Regions from separate parts of the Mus musculus genome. Here all the other regions are linked to region 2. A link is a contact called in public Hi-C and promoter capture Hi-C data. All regions are on one chromosome and are shown on one strand. The core of a region is the stretch at or near the end of the contact, and the rest is flanking DNA. Distances in the headings are between cores, read along the strand shown. Region 1 holds the start of Helb (helicase (DNA) B). Region 2 holds the start of Rab21 (RAB21, member RAS oncogene family). Region 3 holds the start of Zdhhc17 (zinc finger, DHHC domain containing 17). Region 4 holds the start of Osbpl8 (oxysterol binding protein-like 8).

Region 1 (2,700 bases), core at 161-2,660, 4.8 Mb after region 2:
CTGCTCCTGGCCAGTTCCTACAGTTACCACAGAGCTCAGCTCAGCGGACTTCTTTAGCAAAGCCGTGTCTGCATCTCATGAATGTCACTTCTCCAAGTGCTGTCTGGTACTAAGTACTAAGTTGGGGTTACTTCTCTGATTAAAGAATGTCTGCCTAGGTGCTATAGACATGATGGCTCAGCCAAGAGCACTGGCTGCTCTGCCAGAGGTCCTGAATTCAATTCCCAGCAACCACATGGTGGTTCGCAATCATCTATAATGGGATCTGATGCCCTCTTCTGGTATGCAGGTATAGATGCAGATAGAGCACTCATGTACACAAAATAAATAAATCTCAAAAAAAAAAAAAAACCAAAATGGCTGCTTAATTCACAAGTAGTATTTCCACTGAGACAGCAACTTCGCCATTTTCTCTCCCTGGCCTGTCCCAGTAGCAAATGCTTGGCCAGGATAGCCAGTTACACTTCCATCAACATGTAATCCTTTCTATTTAATTTCAAACACAGCCAAAGTTGTGTTTAAATTGCCAATGGTCAGTTGCCACACATGGTCCTGGTCAGCAGCTATTACTGTACTAGACCATGAAAATACAATGTGTGTGTGTGTGTGTGTGTGTATGAACATGTATGTGTGAATGTGTGGGCATGTATATGTATGTGTAAGTGTATGTGTGTAAATGTGTATGAGTGTGTTTATGTATGTGTGTATGTATATGTGTAAATCTGTGTGTATGTGAGTGTGTGTGTGTGTGTGTGTGTGGCCGTGTGTTTCCGCGCGCTTGCTCTTTTTCTCAAAGTTGCTTAACAGCAACTCCGTCTCTTATTCAGCCAGCGTGGTACAATAATTAAAGGATTCTGTTTCTGGGTGGGAATGAGGGTGCATCTATTTCCTCGACTGTAAAACTACCCCCAACTGTTAACTTTAAGCGAGACGATATATGAAAAAACCAAGCTTAACACAGTATGTGCTCTGAGTCATTACGACTATTACTACCACATCTAAGTACGGTGAAGCAGCCAGTCACACCACAGGTCTGTCTGTCAACAGTCAAGGACGCTGGGTGCCGGGCAGTGAGAATCGAAAATACTTCTTTGACCCCTGCCAACCCGGCCCGGCTGGCGCTGGCTCACCTCGCGCGCGCCCAGGGAGGCTGCCCGCCTTGATGCCCCCGCTGCAGAGTTCCTCGGCATCCACAAACTCCTCCTCCTGCTCCCCCTCCTCCTCCTGCGCACAATCCTCCTCCTCGTCGTCGCTCTTGTACGGGTGCAGAGGGCCCAGGAGCTCGCGCAGACGATCCTGCCTAGCCATTATCTCTTCGGCGAACTTGGCTCAAAACAACTCTACAAAACCTGGCGCGCGGTGTCCAAAACTGCAACCAATCAACTCGACCCGGGTAAGCCGGTCAGCTTCCGGGAACATCCAGGAGGCGGGCGGTATGGGGGCGTGGTCTGAGCGATGCTCCGCCCCAAAGGAGGAGACTGGTGACAGGCGGGACCAGCAGGCTGGGAGGTACCACGGCGGGCTGGCTGCTGACAGTTTCAGAACTGCTCTTTTTAGAGGTGCTGGGCGTTTCCTGCGGAGAAGGAGACGTGGTGAAAGGTCACGACTCTTGGGCGCAGAGAACCCCGGGAAAGCAGGGCATCCTCTGCCCGCTCTCTTAAAAAGAACACAGCAGAGGCCTCTAAAGACCTTGGGGCACTACCCAAAAGAGTGAATCTCCAATCCGGAGAGCGTGGTGGCGACGGCTAGGTGCCTCCTTACACGTAAAAGCGCCGCGGAGAAGTTGAATTTACATCATGTAGGGAGGGCATTTATCCAAGTAGATAACTAGGTCCCTTTGTATATATCCTCTGCATTGGGAGTTAAAGTTGTGATGTACTTTCTCATTTTTAATGCATGACCTGGGTTGTCCATTTTTATGCTTTTCCCGCTTTGGAAACCACTGGCTTTCTTTCCCGTTTATATACTACTCTCCTCGACTTCTTTTTGTTTTGTTTTGTTTTGTTTTGTTTTGTTTTGTTTTGTTTTGTTGTTTTTTCGAGATAGGGTTTCTCTGTGTAGCCCTGGCTGACCTGGAACACACTCTAGGTCCACCGCCCTAGTTCCTGTTTTCAGTAAAGCAAAAGGTGGGGACTTGTAGCCCAGAGAATATGCAGACTTGAGATAGAAAAAAAAAGAACAGCCGGGCTTGGTGGCGCATGCCTTTAATCCCAGCACTAGGGAGGCAGAGGCAGGCAGATTTCTGAGTTCGAGGCCAGCCTGGTCTACAAAGTGAGTTCCAGGACAGCCAGGGCTATACAGAGAAACCCTGTCTCGAAAGAAAAAAAGAAGAAAAGAAAAAAAAAAGAACAAAAGCTGAATACTGCGGCCGCGGTTCTCTAGATGGATAGTGTTTAAAAGTCGCGGTGCCCTTTAAGGGGCGCTATAAAATACTATTTTACTTTAAGGTTATTGTTTATTATGTAATTATCCTAACGTTAATCCTAAAAACTATGTTTTTATTAAACCCCAAAGCTGTGTTGCTGGTTTCTAATAAAGGCATTTGTCATACCCAAATGTCACGTGCATAGGATCAACCATAACGAATACGCACAGGCATCTTTCTTTTAGATTCCTTTTTTTTTCATGTGCGTGAGGTTTTTTTTTTTTTTTTTTTTTTTTGCTAGCATATGTGTCTGTGCACTCTGCATACCCAAAGCA
Region 2 (2,700 bases), core at 153-2,652:
TAGATATAATCATTATGAGTACAGTAGCAGTAGAAACCCAGGGATGCACGGTTAAGCAATTTACCTAAGATCACGGGGCTATGGAAATAAATGGGGGTAGGATATGGATCCAGACGCCCAAACTCAAGATCACTAGCTTTTTTAGCCTCTGGACAGTCTGATCAAGACATGTTAATAGATAAATTCCTTCGAACACATGCAAACTGATTTTTTTTTTTAAGGAGACCAGGGAGATCGCAGATCCTTCAATGGCCTGGTTTCACTTTCAATTACATTGTAACACTTCCACACTTCCAATGGAACTGTAGAAGAAAGCCAGCGTTTTATGGCCTGACAGTAAAGAAAACGTGTAGCAGCAGTGCCTAGATTTTTTTTTTTTAGTTTGAAGACCGATTGCTGGCCACTACGCAACACGATGTTTCAACGCGGATAAGATCAAACCCCAAAGAATAAGGAAGCCACACGTCCGGACACAAGAAGGCTGCAAAGAAACGGGGTAACCGACAAGCAGCAAACAGTCGTTTAAAACAAAAACAAAAAAACCCTCCAACGACGGGTGTTTTACCACTCCATTTACTTTGAAAGCAGGACAAAATGGAACTTGCATAAACACTTAGTCATCAGTACGCTCTGGAAGTTACAAACCACCTCGTTCGCAAATTCTAATCCGTATCCGAGTTCCTACTTGGCGAAGAAAGAAGAAGGGCTGATGGTCTCGGAGACCACAGAGTGAAAACACCTGGTGTCCCCAGCCGAAGCCCATCAGAGGGGAAAACCAGCACGCAGACCGGGGGACTCCCCGACCTGCGCAGCCTCCACCGGCAACTGGGGACTTTTCCGGGTCCTCTCCCTCCCCACTGTGGGTCTTGACATCTACCGTGTGCTGAGGCCCGCGGGTCCCCAAAGCGATTGCAAAAGGCAATGGGAAGGCAGGGAAGGGGGTTTGACAGGCCAGAGGCAGAGGAGCGGGCGCGGGTCCCCAGCCCGGCTCCCCGGGGTCTGCACCTGCAGGGTGGTGATGTGCTTGTCGTTGAACTTGTTCTCGCAGTAGCGCAGCACCAGCGACGTCTTCCCCACGCAGCCTTCCCCGAGCAGCACCACCTTGAAGGAGTAGGCTCGGCCCGCCGCCGCCGCCGCCCCGCCGCCGGCCGCAGCCATCCCGCCGCCGCTACCCCGCCGCCCGAGCCCAGCGCCGCGCCGAACCCCGCACCGCCGCCGCCGGGGCGCCCGCTCCTCCCGGGCCCGGCTCTTTCACGCCCCGCCGAGCCCGGTGCTCGCCGCGTCCTTCCGCGGGCGAGGCCTGCGAGGGCCGAGAGAAAGTCCCAGAATGAAGGGCCCCGGCCACCACGTCAGGGACCCGAGGCTAGGGGAGAGCTGCCTCTCCTCCCTCTAATGGCGTCTCCTTCCTCCTACGTCACACCCCTCGTCACGTGACCGCGGTGGGCGGAGTCGGCGGCGGGCGAGCCTGGGCCTGTTTCCGCGTCCGCACGAACCGGCTCAGCATCCCGGGAATCCTGCGGTGGGAAGGAGCTGATCTTTGCGATCTGACCCCACTCTGATGGAATAGAATACAGGACATGATCGCCCGGCCCGAGGAATGGTCCCAAAGCGGATAGCCATCACACCAGGGGTCATCACACGCAAAGTCCGGCCAAGGTGCCCTTGAGTCTCTTTCTCTGGGCGCACAAATCCGGGCTCATGAACTTTACAGTTCGTCCACACGGCCAGGTCCTCGAGTCATCGTCCAGGTCTCAGCTTAAACCGGAAAGGCTTCCCTGACCACCCAGACCTTCCCACATCCTTCCATCCCTCTTACTCACTTCCTCACCGAGATATTTCCTAACAATGGTGCGCCTTCTTTATCGCTGCTTGCCACACTCGGTGGAATTCCGATTCGGTTGTAGGTTTAAGAGCAAGGATTGCAGAAGACTTAACTTCTCTCCGTTTCCAGCCCTAAAAGCCCAGGCTAAGAATAAATGCGGTCCCATCATCAGTCATCACTCCTGGTTCCCCAGGATTTCTGTCTATGCTGAGTCCACTTTGATGGGTCTGGTTTATTGGACGATTGCTTATTTTTTCTTCCTGTGTTTCCATTTTATTTCATGAAATACACTTTCCAAGAAAGCAACCTGGTATTTCTGAAATTTTGTAGTTTGGTGTCACTTAAAATAAACTTTCATCTCATCAGACTAATTTTACACTTCAACTTAAAGGCAGCTCATTCGTTCATTCAACGAGGGCGTGAATGTAGCCAATGCTTGCCATTCTCTGTGTCGCATTAGATACAATGTCTCTGTCCTCAGAGAGCTTACATTTTTAACCAAGGAAACAACGCATGCGCAATTTACACACTGCATGCTTTTTAAGGAGAAGCAATTCAGAATGTTTTACAAAGATACATGGGAAGCTAGCTGAGTTAGCGTCCTAGAAGAGCTTCCTGGAGAAAGCTGCCTTTTGTTAGGAGTATCTTCGGCAAAAAGGAGAGCCGTGAAGTAGAAAGGAGCATCCGACATTGACGTGTGACAAGAAGTCAGACAAGAAATCAGAGACATTACCTTTAAGTTCAAGGCCAGCCTCTTTTGAATTGTGAGCTCTAAGCTAATTGGAGCTACATAGCAAGACACCATTTCAGTAATAATAATAATGATAATATTTACAATAATAATGCAAATAGGAAAAGAATTTGTGATGTAACTTGCA
Region 3 (2,700 bases), core at 159-2,658, 4.3 Mb before region 2:
GTCAGAAACCCAAAACAGTCTTTTCTAATGAGACTTGTCTCAGCATATATTTCTAAGAAACTGTCTCAGTTTGTGTGTGTGTGTGTATGTGTGTGTGTGTGTGTGTGTGTGTGTGTGTGTGTGTGTATGATCAAGTTAAGAGATAATAGGGTATTAATACGAAAGTGGTCCTTTGTATTTACAATTAAAAAAAAAAAAACAAGACACAAAAGCCAGGAAGAAATAAAATCAATCGAATGCAAAGTAACCACGTTTATTCGAACACCACGGATCTGGACACCATTCTCAACCTCAAAACACGACCTGAGTTCTGCAGGAAGCTGCGCTACACTTTCCTGCCCTCCCCGCATCTCACCGTGCACCGATGATAATAATAATAATAATAATAATAATAATAATAATAATCAACAAACCTGGATACACAAAGAATTGCTTCCAGGCCTTTACTAAACACAAACTCAGCTACAAACTGGGAGGTAAACAACGGGCAGAACCTGACGGCTCCGGCAGAGAAAACTGTTCCCGTCCAGGAGATACAAAAGAAAAAACGGTGGGAAACGTGTTGCGCTGTCTACCCTCCCTGACAGTCCCCAAACAGCGCTACTTTGTGACAAGCTAATGGGTGCGTGCGTTTATTCGCCAAAGTTCAGACCCTCTCTCTTTTTGTTTTTTTGTTGTTTTCTTTTCTTTTCTTTTTAATAGCCTAAGGGCAAACACACCCCGAAATTCGCTGTCCCCAGCGGCGAGCTGGTTGCTATGGCATAATCTGGAAGGACATCACTTTGCCCAGGAAAACTACGATCCCCGGGGAACGAGTGAACTGATGGGAAGGGTCGTGTCATCCGCCACCGAGAAAGAGGGGACGAGGAGAGAGTTAAAACCAAACAGCAGATCGGCTGCCTCCCCTGCCTGGGGAGGCTTGGAGCGAGACCAGGGGCTCCGGCCGAGGTTCCAAAGTGTCAGCAGGCCCCCGTCGCCCCTGCACCCGCAGGCAGCGCGGCGACACCACAGGACCATCGCCATCCCCACCTCTGTCCTCCAGGCACCGCCAGGGACGGCGTCCCAGAGCCCGCCCCGGCCGGGCCCGCCCCGCTATCTCCTCCCCCGTTATCCGCTCGCTCGCCGCCGCGCTCGGGCCTGGACTCGCTTTCTTCAGCCTCCCCCGGGGTCCCGCCACAGGTCACCGCGCCGGACGCCTCGGCCGCCGCCCCGGGCGAGGCTGAGGGAGCGAGGCCGCGGGACCGCAGGGTCCCGGGAAGGCGCTCGGCGCCGTCCCTCACCTCCGGGTGGAGAAGGGGCACGCAGCCCGTTTCGGTCTCGTACTCATCCGGGCCGTCCGCCATCTTGGTGTTAAATCCCTCCTCCCGCTGCATGCTGGGAGAAAGCGTTTCAGCCTCGCGGGGCTCGGCAAGGCGGAGGGCGAGCGCGAGGGCGAGCGCGAGCCCGGATGAGGGCGACGCGGCGCCACCGCCACCGCCGCCACCTCCTCTTCCCTCCGAGCCCCCGGGACGCCCCCTCAGCCCCTCCCGCCGCGGAGGGCGCGGGTCCCGATGCGCGTGCGCCGGCCCGGCCCGACCCGGCCCGGGGCTGGAGTGTGCTCTCTGCTGCACTGCGCCGGGGCAGCGGACCGCGTTGGGCGTGGGCGCCGCGGCCCGGGGGCGGGTCCCGGTCGGAGGCCGATGCTGCTGCTGCTGCTGCTGCTGCTCCTCGGCTCCGGCCACCCGGGAAAGGCCGCGCGCGACACAAGACGGAGATCCAGAGCCGCGCAGGGCAGGGTCCCGAGCCTTCCAAGGGCTGGAAGGGCTTAGGGTGTGACCCTGGGAGAGCAAGGATGCGTTCTCCTCGCCTCCGCACCTGTGCCTCGGGGACACCGGGAGAAGCAAGGACAAAAAAAAAAAAAAAAAAAATTGGCTTCCTTGAAAAAGCTTTTGTTGTGTGATGCCCTCTTTGCGATTGAGCTAGGGCATTTTTTTTTAAAATCCTTGCTTTTGACAAGGTCAAAGCCCCACACTTTCCCATCTGCTGCATTTTAATAGGGACCCGGGGATTCAAAAGTGAAACCTTTTTAAAATGAAAGCTCTAGAGTGTGACCCAGATAAAAATGATTAAAGCCGGCTTTAAGAGGATATTGGGGTTGGGAGGGGGCTGATGGAACAATTGCAGAAAGGATTTGTTTCTGGTTTGGGCTACTAGGGATTGTAAATCTCTACAGCGCCAGGGAACATTTAGCAAAGAGCGATCTGATTAGAGATTCTGATACTAACCAGTCCCCTGTCAAAGCCAAATCAGCCAAAGATCACCAGAGGGGAAAAAACCTGCAGTCGGACAAAGCCAGATTTACTGGTAGATCGGGAGGAAGGCACGTCAGAGGAAAAAAGGATGGGGCATGGAAGAGGAAACCCCTTTGTAAGGTTTATATTCCCGCCAAAAGAATCTGAGGAGGGTCTGGGGAGAGCTGAGATCGGTTCTGGATTGGACATAATCGATTCTGAGGAGGTGAGGAAAAACCAGGAGTAACAAGGCATTGGACGAGATCACGAGGCTAGGTCCGTTCAATACTGTGCTCTCCCAGTAACAAATGAAAACGGCAAAGTAGACCTAGTATTCGTCGGTAAACGGGCAGTAATCACTCAGAAAAAGGATGAATATGCTATTTTATAGCTGCTTCTGGTGGGGGGAAAGAAGCGGTCTCTTTGGCGC
Region 4 (2,747 bases), core at 17-2,516, 4.2 Mb before region 2:
CTTATGTTTATGTAAAATACAAATATAATTTCTTAGGTTTCTTAACAGAAGAATGTGGCAGAATCTTTCCCTCATTGGAACAGTCCTTCATGACAAAATCTAATTGTTTTTCAAATGTTAACATAGCTGCATCAAGATGTGTTTTAAAGATCAGCGGCCTGGCATTATTTAACTGAGCAGTAAATTGCTCTTTCTTTGGGCAACAAAATGGCCACGTCTGCAAATTTTTTAGAGCTGCTATGAAATACATCAGTAACAGGCAGAATCCTATGGCCTACTTAAGTATCCAAACGATCAGAATGTCATCTGATTTCCTGTCAAGAAATGTAATGGAAATTGTGTAAAGTTAAAAAAAAAATTCTTGGTTCCAGAGTAGAAGGATAAAGGAATAAGGAATTGAATTTTTATCGTAGAGAATGGCCTTGTTAGAGGCAGCTCATTCCTCCTTCTGCACTGTTAGGTCGCTTTTCTCTTCTTCTGTATTGTAACTGGCTTTCTTCCAGTGATGAGTTCTGCCCCTTTCCTCTCCACAGGATGGGGAGGGATTTCTGGGGTCATGGTTAAAAAAACAAAAAACAAAAAAAGCCAAGAGTTGAGGTACAAAACAACAACAACAACAACAAAATCCGAAGAGTTAAATTAGGCTTTCTGTTCAAATTGAGAGGTACTATCAACTTGCCACGTCGCTAAAACCGTCACCAACCTCACTGTAAAACTTCATGACTGTAAAAGCTGGCACCCAGGATTCTGAACATGACTAGGAACAATAACAAGAAAGCCTGCTAGGCTATTTTCATCCCAGCGTGACTGAAGTCTACATCTCAAACCTCCTGTGAGGCCAACAGCTAATGAGACACCACAGTGAACGTGTCATTGGAACTTAGGCAGCAGGGACTCCTGGCTGCTTCTCAAGCCCCAATTTCTCCTGGCAGCCTCCTCTGTGGGCCCGGCCAGAGGTCGGGAGGCGGGTCCTGCCCAGCGAGCACTTCAGAGACCTGCGGGTAGCCGGCCCTCCACCCCAGGGCTTCCTGAGAGGGAACCTCGAGGGCGGGGAGGGGAGCGGAGGGGAGGTGACATGACAGCTCGCCATCACCACGAGCTGCCAGCAGCTGCCTCTGCGCGCCCGCCCAGCAGAAGCTACCCGGGGACCGCCTCCTTGCGGCGTCACGTGACGGGAAGGGGGCGTGGCCCAGGCCCGGGCTGGGGGCGGGGCTGCGAGAGGGGCGGGCCTTGGGATGTGAAGGCTGGTGGCGGCTCGCGGCGCCCAGAAAGGCGGTGTCAGGGCGGATGACAGCATTCTGCTGCGACGCGCTCCCAGCTGGGCGGCGGTGGTAGCGGCAGCGGCAGCGGCAGCGGCAGCCGGGGCGGCAGCGGCGTTCGACTCGGCCACCGCCGAGAGCGGTAGCGGTAGAGAAGGAAGAGGTTCCGCCCTGGCCCGCGGGCGGAGGAGCCCGAGTTCGCTCGCCGCTCCGGGCCGAGCCCCCGCCGCGGCTCGCCTGTGCTCTCCGTCCGGGCTGGCTCTCAGTTCCCGCGGGCGACCGCAGCCGAGAGAAGTTGAGGAGGGGGGGTCCCACCGGACACTAAGGCCCCGGACTCCGGCGTCCCTGTGATCCCACGGAAGCCTGCTCCCTGCGGGCCGCCTCCTCTGGGGCTCCGCATCGGTGAGTGGCGCTCAGCCCGGTGTTGGGGAGCAGCGGAGTCGTGCCTTTTGGGGTGACTGTAGTCCCTCAGTCCTACGTTCTGAGCTCGGGCTGTGGGCACTCGTGGGTACCCCGCGCCGCGAGTTCCCCTCCTGCCTCTCCTTTGTCCCTTCTGAGAGGGAGATTGGCAGGGCTGGCGGGGGTGGCGTGTTTTTTGGGGCCCGCGGTAGGTGCGTCTGCAGCGGTACAAAGCCCAGTGGGGACCTGGGATGGGGGCGGGGGCGGCTCGGCGGCGTTCCGGGTCCCGAGTGTGTCTGCCCCTCCCGAAGTTTGACAGGGCGACGCCGGGGCTCGCCGGAAGCCCCCCGCGCAGGGGGTGAAAACCTGGCGCTTTGTCGCCCCGGGCGGTTAAGGCAAGGCTTGGGGTTTTCCTGTGACAGCCCCTGAAGAGGTTGTGCCGCTCGCAGGCGGACCGCACCCGCCTTTGCAGAGACTGTCGCGGTGTTCCTTAAACCTCAGCTCCGTTGGCCTTCTTGCCACACTGGAGAAAAGGCGGTGTCTTCGTTGCACTTTTTTTTTTTTTTTTTTTACGTTTTGTTTGCGGCTAAGCTGTGGAGAGTGTAATCAGGTTCCAGGGAGTTTCATATGGAGCATGCTTTTGCTTCATTGAGCAACCCACTCAAGACCGGCTGATGCGAAGCAACAGTAGATGCAGATTTTCCATTCACTAAAGTCATTTAACACTTCTTTGTGAGCGACATCTGCGTCGTGAAACATAACCTAATTTCATTTTAACTAAATGCCGTCTGAAATAAGTTAACTTGGGTTCGTCTCTAAACAGATGGGAACACTTATCTGACGATAGCATATCTGCTTTCAATAACTTAATGAAGTTTGTGCCTTTTTGCTGCTGGAAGACTTAAGTAACAGTAGTATTAGAATACCTTGGGTTAGCAGGGAATTCTTCAAAGTAATTTCACTGTAAACAACCTCAAATTAGTGCAGCCCCAAATTAGTGCAATTAAAGGTCTTTCAAGATAACCATTTAAAATAGTTTTTGCCTCTTGAAGAATTCCAGAGAACAATTGAGGTATAGGTAAATTGCTT

Evidence for each region. Promoter capture Hi-C pulls out the DNA fragments that hold promoters and counts their contacts. A called contact is a pair of places that touch in the nucleus more often than the background predicts.
Region 1: a contact with region 2 is called in a Hi-C map of B cells, with 5 read pairs. The contact joins the promoter of Helb here to the promoter of Rab21 in region 2. A contact is called at or near these places in 1 of 39 promoter capture datasets (pre-B cells) and 1 of 484 Hi-C or Micro-C datasets (B cells).
Region 3: a contact with region 2 is called in a promoter capture Hi-C map of pre-B cells. The contact joins the promoter of Zdhhc17 here to the promoter of Rab21 in region 2. A contact is called at or near these places in 2 of 39 promoter capture datasets (erythroid cells and pre-B cells).
Region 4: a contact with region 2 is called in a Hi-C map of CD4 T cells, with 4 times the contacts expected there. The contact joins the promoter of Osbpl8 here to the promoter of Rab21 in region 2. A contact is called at or near these places in 1 of 39 promoter capture datasets (pre-B cells) and 1 of 484 Hi-C or Micro-C datasets (CD4 T cells).

What each region holds. Positions count from the first base shown.
Region 1 is chr10:120,111,555-120,114,254 of GRCm38.p6, forward strand. It overlaps Helb (helicase (DNA) B), which reads right to left and starts at 1,411. Exons shown (of 13, transcript NM_080446.2): 1 at 1,131-1,411. The coding sequence starts at 1,308.
Region 2 is chr10:115,314,189-115,316,888 of GRCm38.p6, forward strand. Rab21 (RAB21, member RAS oncogene family) reads right to left here and starts at 1,403. Exons shown (of 7, transcript NM_024454.1): 1 at 1,006-1,403. The coding sequence starts at 1,158.
Region 3 is chr10:111,008,658-111,011,357 of GRCm38.p6, forward strand. Zdhhc17 (zinc finger, DHHC domain containing 17) reads right to left here and starts at 1,409. Exons shown (of 17, transcript NM_172554.2): 1 at 1,281-1,409. The coding sequence starts at 1,373.
Region 4 is chr10:111,163,536-111,166,282 of GRCm38.p6, forward strand. It overlaps Osbpl8 (oxysterol binding protein-like 8), which reads left to right and starts at 1,267. Exons shown (of 24, transcript NM_175489.3): 1 at 1,267-1,661.